Regions from separate parts of the Mus musculus genome. Here regions 2 and 3 are each linked to region 1. The links are chromatin contacts, called in public HiChIP or PLAC-seq and promoter capture Hi-C maps. All regions are on one chromosome and are shown on one strand. Each heading gives the region's core, a stretch centred on a gene start, on an enhancer-like site or on the middle of the called end of the contact. The rest is flanking DNA. Distances are from core to core; before and after follow the strand shown.

Region 1 (3,843 bases), core at 693-3,192:
ATGTTGCCTACGTGACTACTAACCATGGTTCTCTTGTGGGGGCTGGTGGGGGCGGGGGGTCAGTAACTTCAACAGGAGCCAGGGTTCCAGGAGACATGAGAGAACTCCTTCTATCCCATGTAGGTGAATTATCACCACTGGGTCCCGGGGTTCAACATAAAGTGTCAACTGGAAACCAGGCTGTCTGTGCATAGCCAAATGTCCCACAAGTCAGTAACATCTTTGTCAAATGTCTTCTTCACCTGTCATTTTTGATATCAGAACTTCATGATGCAAGTTAGTCTAGTCAGAAGTTAAGCTTGATTCTTTCCTTACTAATCAGCATCAAGTCCTGACATTTATATAAAACGTATTGGGAACTTGATCCTTATCTCGACAATCAATGCCTGCCTAAATTAGCATAGGTTTATTTAGCTTATTTTCATAGCCACCAGTCTCTCTTTTCAGATTTTGTCCGATTGAGTGGCCATGGTGGCATTTCTTAAGTTAAGAGTCTGAGTCACTAACACTTCCAGAATTCCTCATAATCTATGCCTCAGCCCCTCAACTAGATCATGGCGAATGCTCCACACTGTCTTCCAACCTGCCAAGTGATCTGTCTCCTTCAGAACTTTAAAGCAGCTGTTCCTAGAAGTCTATTCTGGTAACTAATCATCGGAATTCCTTTGAATAAACAAATATGCAGCTTATATCTGAAATGCTACCTCATCTCAGAAGTTTCCTTTTCTCCCCTTTAAAGTTTAAAAGAAGGCAAAAAGCAACCCTTAATCTATTTAAAACAAGAAACCATAATACTTTTGACATAATGCATTTCCTTTACTGTAAGTAAGGAATACTTGCTAATTAAACACAAAACAAAAAACTCTTTCTGTGTAACTGGAGCACTGTGGCTCACACCTACAATCTCAGCACCACTGAGGCCAGGGTAGGGGTAACACGAGTTCTGGCAATCCTGGCTAGTAAGCAAGATACAAGCAAGCAACAGCAACAATCACCACAAAGCCAAAGCCAAAAAAGCCCATCTATGGAACCTGCATAATACAAGTAAAGCCAGCTTTAATACACAAGGAAGGTAGAGAAATTTGGGGAAACATTTTTAGTATGTTTGGGGTATTCTTCCCGAGGTACATTTCCCCACATTTTGTTTAGGCTAGTACGTGTTCCTTTATTATAAACAAATATAAACCAAGTAACTATTTAGTGTTCATTAAAAAAGAAGACATATTTATCTGTTTTCTTAGTTTTGCCGTTACGGCATTTGACATTTTGGTTGTAGTGATAGACTTGAAGCTGTCAAATCTATCAGCAGAAGTAGAGCTAAATCAAAGGTATTATTTTCCGGTATCTTATTGTAGTTTTGGCAAAGTCAAATCTGTCACTAAGATCCGCCCCTTTATCTGTTCGCTGAAATAACAACTGAACAAGTCTTTAGGTCAATTTTTCCGCCTCACTTATTTCACAACTTTAAAGTGAGGTGCAAGAACCTCTGGTTCGACTTTCAGCCTTCCTCCCGGGTTCCTCCTGGGACAGACCTCTGGACGAACCCCGACCCCAAGTCCCAGCTCGGCTTCCAGGAGTCTGCACAGATCAGGCCATTGAAAGTTCCAAGAAGCCGGGCTGGCTGTCGCCCACAGGCTGCTCTGGGCGACAAACGTGGTTTAGGAACGCGGAAAAGCGGAAGCCCTTGGACCTCCGCGCCCCGCCCTCGGCGCCACTACCACGCCCTGCGCGAGACTCAGACCAGACACATCGAGCGCAGAATGGCGATGCCTCTCTGCCAGGCGTCTCCATCAGAAGCCAGCAAAGCCCAGCAGCGGGCAGTAGCTGTCCTTCCCGAACGCCGGGCGGGCTGCGGTCACCCCCCAGCCAATCCCGAGCCGTCGCAGACAGGCAGCGAATCGGCGGCCGGCATTCCAGGCGCGATGAGTCGAACTCCGACGCGGGGATCGGGCGGCCCGCGGAGCCGGGGCTGTTTCTCAGCAATCCGTGCCAGGCGTGGCTCCAGGCCTTTCCACTCCGACTCTGCGCGTGCGCCCGCCCGGCAGCCGGCGGCCGCGGTGTCCGCTGCAGCCCGCCGCCAGGGAGTCGCGCCGATGCACGGGCAACAACGCGGGCCACGATGACAGATTACGGCGAGGAACAACGCAACGAGTTGGAGGCTCTGGAGTCCATCTACCCCGACTCCTTCACAGGTGACTTTGGCGGCCTCCTGCTCCGGGGCGGAGGCCGGGGCCCCGCGGCCCTTCCTGCCGCTCTCCAGACAGTTTCCAGCACTCGCCTGCTTCCTTCCCCACTGTCCTGAAATCCGAAGGTCCGGGTGGCTCTGCGGAGGCCCTGGAATTGGTCCTGACCGCTTTGGTTTCGCGTAACCTCCGTCATCCGAGATTCACTGAAGCACGCGGGGGGTGGGGGGAACTAGCAGTGCGATGAGTTTCTCCAGAGCCGCTTAATGTCCCCCCTTTACCTCCTATTTTAAGCTCTGGTGAAGTAGCAGCTGTTTTCCCTGCTGAGAAGATTGGGATGCTGGCTTTTGAGAGCAGCACACTCGGGGATGTCTTATTCTCTCTATAAGAGTGATCAGGCATTCTGCAGAATGCCTGATGAACGATGTGGTCGCTGTGGTTCTTAGGTATCTTAGACGTCGTCGAGGTTCTGGAGGCCCAGGGAAGGCAAGTGGCTTGTGCTCTCCCTCCTCCAGCCAGAGGTCCTTAGTTCTTACATCCTGAAGACTTCGGTTAAGGATTCAGCCTCAGCTTAGATGTAGGAAGAGCTGATTGGGTCTAAGGGAAAGCATCCGTCAGGAAATTCATTAGTAGAATCTTTCCTTGTGAGTCTGTTTCCATGGAAAACCTATCTATGGGTCTTCTCAAATTAGGGAAGCACTCAAGGTAAAGTCAGTATGAACGTAGGCTGGGGATTGATGGGATTTACATTCCACAACCCTTCCTCCAAGTGTTGTCAAGTATTACTTAGTGTCTGAATTAAGAACCCAAGGCATATTACTTTAAATCCTAAACCATCCCTTTCATTGCTTAGCTTAGTTTTCTTTCTTGGCTTCACTTTTTGACCAACTTTTTGCAATGGAAGCAAATTTTGTTCTGCTTTGCCAACAGGCAGATGTCTCTCAGCTACTCCTGTGTAGCTCCAGTCGAGTTCATGTTCTCTCGCACCAGCAATACAGCTGTGTTGCGGATGTTAAGGGATGAGTGAAGAGGGGGTTGAGAGTGTCATTACCTGGGTGAGTGTATGTGTGGAGTCTGGCTTCCTTCTCTATCCTTGCTTATATGTCAGTGTCAAACTAAAATAAAGCGCTAGTGTCAGTTGTCCGATATAGTCTGAATTACGATGTTTAGACCTTTCTAGCACGTTAGAAATATAATAGGCATGAACCCTTTGTAGGCAGAAACAAAAATGCATGAGGCATACAGTATTTTTAACTTGTCTTAAATATTAGGTTATCCTTCACTAAGTTCCGCGCATGTGTGTCTTACAATGGCACATTTTTTATGTCTTAAAGCAGTATTGTATTGAATTTTGCTAGGTCCCAGTAGTAGTAGTATATGGAATTCTTGTCAGATGTACAAGTGCATAAGGAGCCTGAGTGAGCCAGGGTAACAAATGACGACTTACGATTATTTTGATGCACTCACCTATTCCATAGCAACCTGCTGAGCCTGCTTGTAATTCCTTTCTGCATCCATACACATTTTTGCAATAAAAACAATCTTGATTAATTGTTCTTAGGGATTTTGTATTGCTCTTGGTATTTTTTTTTTTTTTGAAACCTTTTAGGGAAAAGGTAGGACTTTTTGGTTTTTGGAGACAGGGTTTTTCTGTATAGCC
Region 2 (4,146 bases), core at 339-2,838, 230 kb before region 1:
ACAGGTCCATGGTCCAATAATGATGGTCCACTTTGTGCATGTATGTGGTGTGTGTGTGTATGCTGTGAATTAGGCAATTTCTACAATAGGTATTCATATAGTGTAGGTCAACCCAAAAATGGTTACTTCCATGATGATGCTCATGCCATTATTGCACCAGTGGCTATTGTTGCCAGACAAGCCATTATTGCAGCTTGTAGGATTCACAGTTGGAATGCTACAAGAGTGATGATTATTTTTCTCCTCTAGTACCATGCAGAGTTCCTTCCAGCACTATGGAAGCTAGCCAGTAGAGATTAAGCTTCCAGATCAGGGCAAGCTTGATTTCTCCCTATTCTATGGTTCAAATATGTGGTATCTTCAGCAAGAGGGTATTATTATCAAGTTCTGGCAGGTAACCAAGAGCACTGACAATAGCCTGTAATATTTGGAGGGTAAGGGGACCTCACTGACAAAAGACTCCAGAGGAGATAACCCATACCTAGCACAAAGATTTTTATTCATTAGCCTGGGCTGTCTAGTGGGACATTGGTTGCCCAATTGTAGGGTAAATACATTTTAACTATTTGTGTTTGTGTGTGTGTGTGTGTGTGTTTAGAAACTTCTACAATAGTAGATTCCCATAGGACTTTAGTTTTATTTATCCATCACCATATTCCCTCCTCTACCTTCCCTGAATCAAGAACCTCAGCATAACATTTGATACCCGGAATCTGTTAGAGAAGAAAGTAGTGAGTACACACTTGGATTCATTGTCTCAGGAGGGCTTTCTGAATAGGACCCTGATAGCACAGGCATTAAGATCAACTAATAAGTGGAACTTCCAGAAACTAAAAAGCTTTTGTACAGCAAAGGACACCATTACTTGAGTGAAGATACAGCCTACAAAATGAAAAAAAAAAATTCTTTACCAGCTCTACATGTAACAGCGGGTTAGTATCTAAAATATACACAGAATTAAAAAAAAAACTAAACATCAAGAAAACAAACAACTCAATTTTTAAAAAATAGATATGGAAGTTAAGAGAGAAATCTCAAAAGATAAAACACAAATGTCCAAGAAGCATTTTTAAAAAATTGCTCAACATCCTGAGCCAATAGGGAAATTCAAATTGTAGCTACTATGATACTTCATCTTACTTGAGTCAGATGACTAAGTTGGGGGGTGGGGGGGGGGATGTGGCTGTGAACGTAAAGAGGAACAATTCTTCAGTGGTGGGAGAAGGACAAAGCAGTGCTGCCACTATGAACATCAATCAATGTGGAGCTTCCTCAAAAAGCTAAAATTAGACCTACCACAAAACTCGGCTATGCCACACTTGGTAATGAGTATTTCTTCACTAGAAATGTAGCCAAGAAATTATAGTGCTATTATTGTATGCTTTAATTATGCATAGACTTGTTTTTAAATGTTCTTGTCCAAGCTGTATAGATAATGGGAGTAACGCTTGTACAAACATGAGGAATGAGTCCAATCTTTAGAATTCATATTTTTAAAACAAAAATTCCAGACATGGGTCTGGAGAAACTGATGAGTGGTATGATAACTGGCTTCTCTTCTGGAGGATCCAAGCTTGATTTCCCACACTTATATGGTAACTCAAAATCATCTATAACTCTGGCTCCTGGAGATCTGGTGCATTATTTTGGCCTCCACAGGCATCAAACATGGTGCACAAATATACATTCAGGCAAAGCATCTGTATGCATAAGTAAAATAATAGTGTACACACCTGAAAACTCCTGGAAAGGTGGCAACAGACAGAAGCCTGGGGTCCACTGTCCAGCCTGGCTTACTTGGTGTGTTTCAGGCCAGGGAGAGAGCGCTCCAAAAAAAAAAAAAGATGGGGAGTTTTATATATATATATATAGCTCAGCAGGTAAAGGCTCCTGCCACCAAGCCTGATCTGAATTCAGTCTCTATCCATTGTAGATAAAGAGAACCAACTTCCACAGGATATGCTCAGACCTGCACACATGTACTGTGTAACGTGCATTCACACAATACGTACTCACAAAATAAATAAATAAATAAATTTTAAAAATGAAATTAAAAAAAAAAGAAACAAGTGGCAAGTGAGATGGCTCAGTAGGTAAGGTGATTGCGGCTAATCGTGACCACCGGAGTTCAATCCCCAGGACCCACATAACAGAAGGAAAGAACTGACTTCTGCAAGTTTTACAAAATGTACTTATTTTTGGTTGTGAGCCTAGCCTTTAACGGCTGAGCCATCTCTCCAGCCCAAAATGTACTTATTTTTATCACGTTTCCAAAACTTCGTGTTACTATAATGTATTTCATTCATTTTGGTTCTAACATAATAGAATTCCACAGCATTTCATGTGTAGTGAACAGCACCAACAAACTAAGAGATTCTGAAGATAATTTAAGTCTACTTAAAAATAATGGGAAACTTATTTTAAAACATAAAAGCACAGCGTATCAGTTGATATAACTCATAGTTCAAGAGAGATGTAAGTTGGTTCTGAGTTGTAGTTAATTTTGTGTGGGACTCCTATGAGGGAAGATGCACACCATCCTGTCTGTCCTGGGTGCATGTTTTTATAATGTCTTTTTCATTGTTACTGGGTTTTTGGTCTTTCTGTTTCTCACATCCCAGTCTAATGCCCCAATTGTACTTACAGGGGCATTTTAAATGAGTAGCTATTTTTAGTGGTTGGTTTGTCTGACTTATTCCTCCTTTCTGGGTCCCTTGTTGTTTCCCTGCCCCACGCAGCAAAGCTATAGCTAATTAATAATCCTCAGAAGCAAATCATGAAGCAAAAGAGAAAAGGCTTTCCTACTTATGAGAAGCAACTCAGCAGCTTCAAGAACCCACCTGTTTGTCTTCCCAGGACCTCAAGGAGTTTCTTCCCACCTATACAGGAAACCAAAGTCTCAGAGCTGTCTGCTGGCTCCCTTTCCTGCTAACTCTGTGACCACTTTGATGTGACTTTAATATATTATGTTGTCATCCTGCCATTGGCGAGTAGACAGATTTTTCTTTAATTTTGGGCTTGAAGCCAAGACATATGCAACAAATTGCAGGATCTAGCGACAAAGACATTTTGCTTATTTTCCCTTTTCTGTTGTAACAGTGAATGAAAGCTGGCAGTTTAGACCAGTTACAGCAAGGTCAAATAGCCTCACGTGAAACCCTCACTGCATGCCACCCCCCTTTTATAGCTTTTCAAATTGAATCTGTGAGTTTTCTGAGCTGTTACCCTAAAGTCAGGGTAAACATAGCTGCCTTTGAAGAGCAGGGTGGAAAGAGGTTACATAAGTCTGGCCTGTATGAGGTCCTGAGGGTTGCGTGTGAGCAATGATGTGTATAAAACACAAAGAGAACCTGGCTTAGGCAAAGGCCAGTAGCAGGCCAACACCATGTGGGCCCTACCACCCATTGTCCCCTCTCATTCATATTCAACAAGTCTGAAGCAAACAAGCTGAGACTCAACCCTTTGTCCCATTTCACTGATAGCCTTACCCTTCTCTTTGCCTCATAGATGTTAAGTTACTCTTCTAGCGGTCCCTTGCTGTCCATTCATTTTGCCAAAATTGTGTGTAGTGCAGGCTCCTCCGTTGGTTGTATATGGATGTACACGCTGCCTCCTACCAGCTGATCCCTTTTTATATTTGTACTTCAGGGCACTAACGAAGAGTAGTTCTGACTCCTTCGCATGACAGTTGGAGAGCAAATAGAGACGCACACCACCCGTTATAAGGCTGTGTGTGATTTTAGAAGTAGAATTTAAAGGAAGAAACCTGCCCAGGGGAGAGACTAAGACCAGGTGTCCACTAGCCCAGGGTTATGTTTGGTAGCATCAGAGGAGTCCCCCCAGACGCCAGAGTCCTCCCTGTAAAGAGGTGAGTTTTCTACAAAGAACAAGTCTGTGTAAGTCTTCAAGTTGCCTGAGCTTTGAGATTTTCAAGGCCTCACTTTCCAATATTGTTTTACTGCTAATGTGGGGTGTGTTCTGGATGATTTCAAATAATGCCCACCACAAGTTGTGCCTTGCATGATCAGTTATCGCTTCTTCAAGCAGTGATCTGAAAGATCTCATCTCTTTCACTCATGGGCACACTTCCATGAAAGACATAGCCCCTCTCTCTTTTAGATTAGAGCAACTACACAAAGCAATGCT
Region 3 (4,013 bases), core at 103-2,602, 250 kb before region 1:
TCCCCAGAACTATAAAAAAAATACATTCTATTTTTAAGTTGCCCAGTTTATGGCATTGGATGTGGACAGCTGTTCAGACTAATCCATAGCACAAAGCAAAATGTTACAGGTCTTCTATTGCTTTGCTAATGGCTCCATCGTTTCTGCTACACAATGGGGGCTAAAGTCATCATCTCCACGCTTTGTCCTCCTCTCCCCAACATGCTGACTGACCAGTGGACTGTCAATCCAAGTTTGCTAAGTAAATGCAGTTGCAGAATCTGTAACCATCTCAGTCATTCACTGATTCTAACGAATGTTTGTGTATGATGGTCTTGTTCTAGCACTTGACACAAAGTGAACCGAAGAAAAGATAACTTTTTCTCTTACCTGCCTGTTCTGTATCTTCAGGGGTGGGTTTCTATGCTTCAAGACTTTCTTAGAAAAGATGCTGACGATGTTAGTTAATAAAAACTTACTCTGAAAAAAAATATACATTCACCTGTACATTGTATGTGGACATGAACTAGAAAACAATGCATGCTGACACCATTAAATCAAATGTATAGCAACATGTTAATAAACTAACAGTAAAATTGGAAGGATAGTTTAATTTGAGTGGAAATCTTGATCTCTGCTTGTTAGTTTTATTTCAGCTTATCTTTTATTGAAAATACTTTTCTACCTAACCTATGTCCCTTCTTGCTTTGGTGCCATATCTCAGGGGATGTTTTACCAAAGGCAAGACTATGTAACCTTTACTCTATAGTAAATGTCATGTATATGAAATCAGAGGGAAAGAAAATACAGATTCCCACTGAAAATTGAAGAACTGCTATATGCATACAAGTTGTTTTTCAAGAACAAACACAACTAAAAGGTATTAGGAAAAGACATTGGTGAATTCTCAGCTATTTGTTAGGAATTTCTGTGAAGTGAAATAGTTTTGTTTGCTTTCTTTTTATTTCATTTTGTCTAGGCCCTGAAACATTAAGTTAGAATTTATGGTTATTGCAAAACACCACTTTGACCTTGCTATTTTCTACTTTGTCTCTAGGGTTTCAATAGTCAATGAGACAGAGGTGGTCAAGATTCAAGGAAAAAAGAAAATGAGTTGTTTCTGATTCTGATTGCTTGACTTCACCAGGCTGTGCTGAGTCTCCGTTGTCTTTTACTTGTTGCATGCAACAACAAAGGGTTAGCAGTAACCTGTATGTCTTATCAGTGGAAGACTCGTAAATATAACACCGAACATGAATATCAGAATAAGATGTAGCTATAAAAACAGCAGAGATCATATTGCACTGTCTCCACAAGAAACTGAAAGTAAGATGTTGCAGGGCAGCACGTGCTCTGACCATCTGTGTTGGTGCCTCAGACCTATGTACAAGCATCTCCTCTGCATGCAGTGTTCTTCCCTCAGAACTCACATGTTCACAGTCTCCTCAACACACCCTTTAACGTGTCTTCTCCATCCCTTCACTTCCCAATCTATTGCCTGGCTTCATACTTTCATTGATTATAATATGATAATCATTTGATATGATTATATCTAAATTATATCCTCATATAGTCACATAGATTAAGTTCTGTATCACGTATAAGAATGGGAACACCACAAGGGTAGGGCACACAACAGTGGCTAGAATACAGAAAATAAGGAAGGAGAATCAAAGTATGTTTCTGGGTTTCCAAACAAGGTTCTTTCACATTCAGAAATGATTGTATCATCACAGTATGCCTTGTCATCAGTAAAATGTCTGCAGAAACACTGGGCCTAATTAAGCAAGGAGGGATGTGGGTTGGGTAAGAATTATTTTCAGTAGAAGATAAGCTGGAGTAAAATTAACAGAGATCAAGATTCCCACTCTAGCTAAACTTTAAACACCTATAGAAAAGGTATTATTCCTAATTTATTAATAACACTAAAAACTAAAACTCTATATAAGCACCTTTGTGTTTTATCTAAAAAGAAATCTTAGTTGGTCAACCAGTGTAACTAGTTGGTAAGTTCCAAGTTTGGTAAGAGATTTTGTCTTAAATAATAAGGTAAAGAGCAATACAAGATATTCTGTCAATTTTTACCCTTCACACATACACACAACTGCACACATACCGGCATCTACACACACACACACACACACACACACACACACACACACACAAACAAACACACAAACTTTACAAGGTACTAACCTCTTTTCAAAGAAGAATAATGTAAATCAAGCAGGTATTGTGGATGGTTCTAGATTCAATCACAAGTTTTTTTCTATCTTTCTTTTAAAAAGATTTTTTGAAGTACTAAAATTTAGTGCCTTAGGTGTTTGGAGGTGGAGTTGTTAAAGATATAACTAGTTAAGATGACATGACACTGAAACTTGGGAAGTCCCTAGTAGATAATAATTTATATGATCTATGTCTCTATAAGAACCATGTGAATATGGAGGCAGATTTCTGAGTTACACTGCCTGAGGTCAGGGAAGCCTTGCCTTCCCAGAATGTGGAGTAGTTGAGGGATCATTCCTGGAGGCATTAGAAAGGATGGGCTTGCCAGCTCCTTGATTCATAACTTCTATCCTACAGACCTGGGAAGCAATAACAACCTAATACACAACCCAGGACTTTTACAACCTAGTTTCAGGGAAGTGAAAACAAACAGACATAGGCCATGATAGTATACTCTAACTGGGTTTACAGAAAATTGGGTAAATTTAAGTTGAACTTTGTTATGATGTTATTGATTAGAAATATTAGCAGCTCTAAATGTTTTGAATATCCCTTCAAGATGAGATAGAGAAACTCACCCGTAAACAGAATCATAAACAGGATCTGATATAGATCCTTTGTTTACATTTTTTCATGGAAAAAAATCTATCTTTGATGGGCTATCTTTTCCTGGAAACATCATTTCCTGGTTTATACATAATCAAAGATTTATTTGTTGCTTTTAGCTCATGATCATGCATGTTATTACAGTCAGTTATTGCATCTACCATAACGTAACAAGGGATCTAGGAACCATCCTAATTATGATGCTAATATTTCCTGAATCACAGAAAACTCATCGAGCTTGCTTGTTTGCGGTGTCCTCTGTTTTGTTTTGTTTTGTTTGTTTGTTTAAGAATCTTGGCATTGCTTTGATTTTTCTTTCCTGTTTTCTTTCCTATTTGTCTTTCTCACTCCACCCCCACCCCAAGCCCCTTTGCCCAAGAATTCTCCCACTGAGCTAAATCCTAACTCCTAATCCTCAAATTTTCCTCTTAATTAATTGGGGATTTGTAAACTAGGAGGTCATGGGAACAAATTTGAACTTGGTCAGATTATATGTGTTTTAACCTTATGGTTGCTTATAACACAAACAATTAGCCATTCTGATAAAGGTCTAGAAGAATAATGTGGACATCTTTAGGACTTTGGCTGAACTGTCTTCAGCTATTACTCTCTTGACTTTTGATAAGTTTTATGAGATCCATCATACTCTTTTTTTTATTAGATATTTTCTTTATTTACATTTCAAATGCTATCCCAAAAGTTCCCTGTACCCTCCCCCCGCCCTATCCCTCTACCCACCCACTCCCACTTCTTGGCCCTGGCGTTCCCCTGTACTGAGGCATATAAAGTTTGCAAGACCAAGGGGCCTCCCTTCCCAATGATGGCTGACTAGACCACCATCATACTCTTAAAAGACTTTAAAATCCATCTCTGACCTAAGTGTGGTTGGCTTTTCATTTTTATAAGACAGTGTTATTTTGCTTAAGGAAAAAAATATGAGTGGTCCCCTTATTAGGGCCTTGCTTGGGCTAATCAAGCACTATACATTTCAGGCCATTGTGCAAACATGTAACAACTACTTCTGACAGTGTCTTCCTGTGTTTCCCAGGCTGTCCTCAAACTTCTGGGCTCAGATGGTCATCCCATTCGACTTCCCAAAAAGCTAAGAACACAGAGTTAAGACACCATATACAGGGCTGGTGAGATGGCTCAGTGGGCAAGAGCACCCGACTGCTCTTCTGAAGGTCCGAAGTTCAAATCCC

The links. Promoter capture Hi-C pulls out the DNA fragments that hold promoters and counts their contacts. HiChIP or PLAC-seq counts read pairs in DNA pulled down with a chosen protein or histone mark.
Region 2: a promoter capture Hi-C map of the HPC-7 cell line shows a contact between it and region 1. The contact joins the enhancer-like site here to the promoter of Rwdd1 in region 1. A contact is called at or near these places in 14 of 39 promoter capture datasets (3T3-L1-derived adipocytes, the C10 cell line, the HPC-7 cell line and 10 more), 1 of 15 datasets of contacts at CTCF or cohesin (CD8 T cells), 5 of 484 Hi-C or Micro-C datasets (bone marrow-derived macrophages and embryonic stem cells), 7 of 115 datasets of contacts at active chromatin or transcription factors (bone marrow-derived macrophages, embryonic forebrain, embryonic stem cells and 2 more) and 3 of 9 other capture datasets (adipose tissue, embryonic stem cells and liver).
Region 3: an H3K4me3 HiChIP or PLAC-seq map of bone marrow-derived macrophages shows a contact between it and region 1, with 7 times the contacts expected there. The contact joins the enhancer-like site here to the promoter of Rwdd1 in region 1. A contact is called at or near these places in 12 of 39 promoter capture datasets (the C10 cell line, the HPC-7 cell line, HPC-7-derived erythroid cells and 9 more), 2 of 15 datasets of contacts at CTCF or cohesin (CD8 T cells and the NIH/3T3 cell line), 4 of 484 Hi-C or Micro-C datasets (bone marrow-derived macrophages, cortical neurons, embryonic fibroblasts and 1 more), 16 of 115 datasets of contacts at active chromatin or transcription factors (the NIH/3T3 cell line, acute myeloid leukemia, bone marrow-derived macrophages and 10 more) and 2 of 9 other capture datasets (adipose tissue and liver).

Annotation. Positions count from the first base shown.
Region 1 is chr10:34,017,715-34,021,557 of GRCm38.p6, reverse strand. It overlaps Rwdd1 (RWD domain containing 1), which reads left to right and starts at 1,942. Exons shown (of 7, transcript NM_025614.3): 1 at 1,942-2,192. The coding sequence starts at 2,120.
Region 2 is chr10:34,246,848-34,250,993 of GRCm38.p6, reverse strand. All of the region lies in intron 1 of Gm26564 (a long non-coding RNA gene), which reads left to right. Among named protein-coding and RNA genes, the nearest start is that of Tspyl1, 33 kb to the left of the region's middle. Within about 2 kb of position 1,588, at least 35 of the 459 cell types and tissues checked have an H3K27ac peak or open chromatin away from gene starts, as enhancers often do. A contact at or near this core is called in the HPC-7 cell line and bone marrow-derived macrophages, where this site is marked.
Region 3 is chr10:34,265,205-34,269,217 of GRCm38.p6, reverse strand. The region is part of intron 1 of Gm26564 (a long non-coding RNA gene); the gene reads left to right. Among named protein-coding and RNA genes, the nearest start is that of Tspyl1, 15 kb to the left of the region's middle. Within about 2 kb of position 1,352, at least 10 of the 459 cell types and tissues checked have an H3K27ac peak or open chromatin away from gene starts, as enhancers often do. A contact at or near this core is called in adipose tissue and bone marrow-derived macrophages, where this site is marked.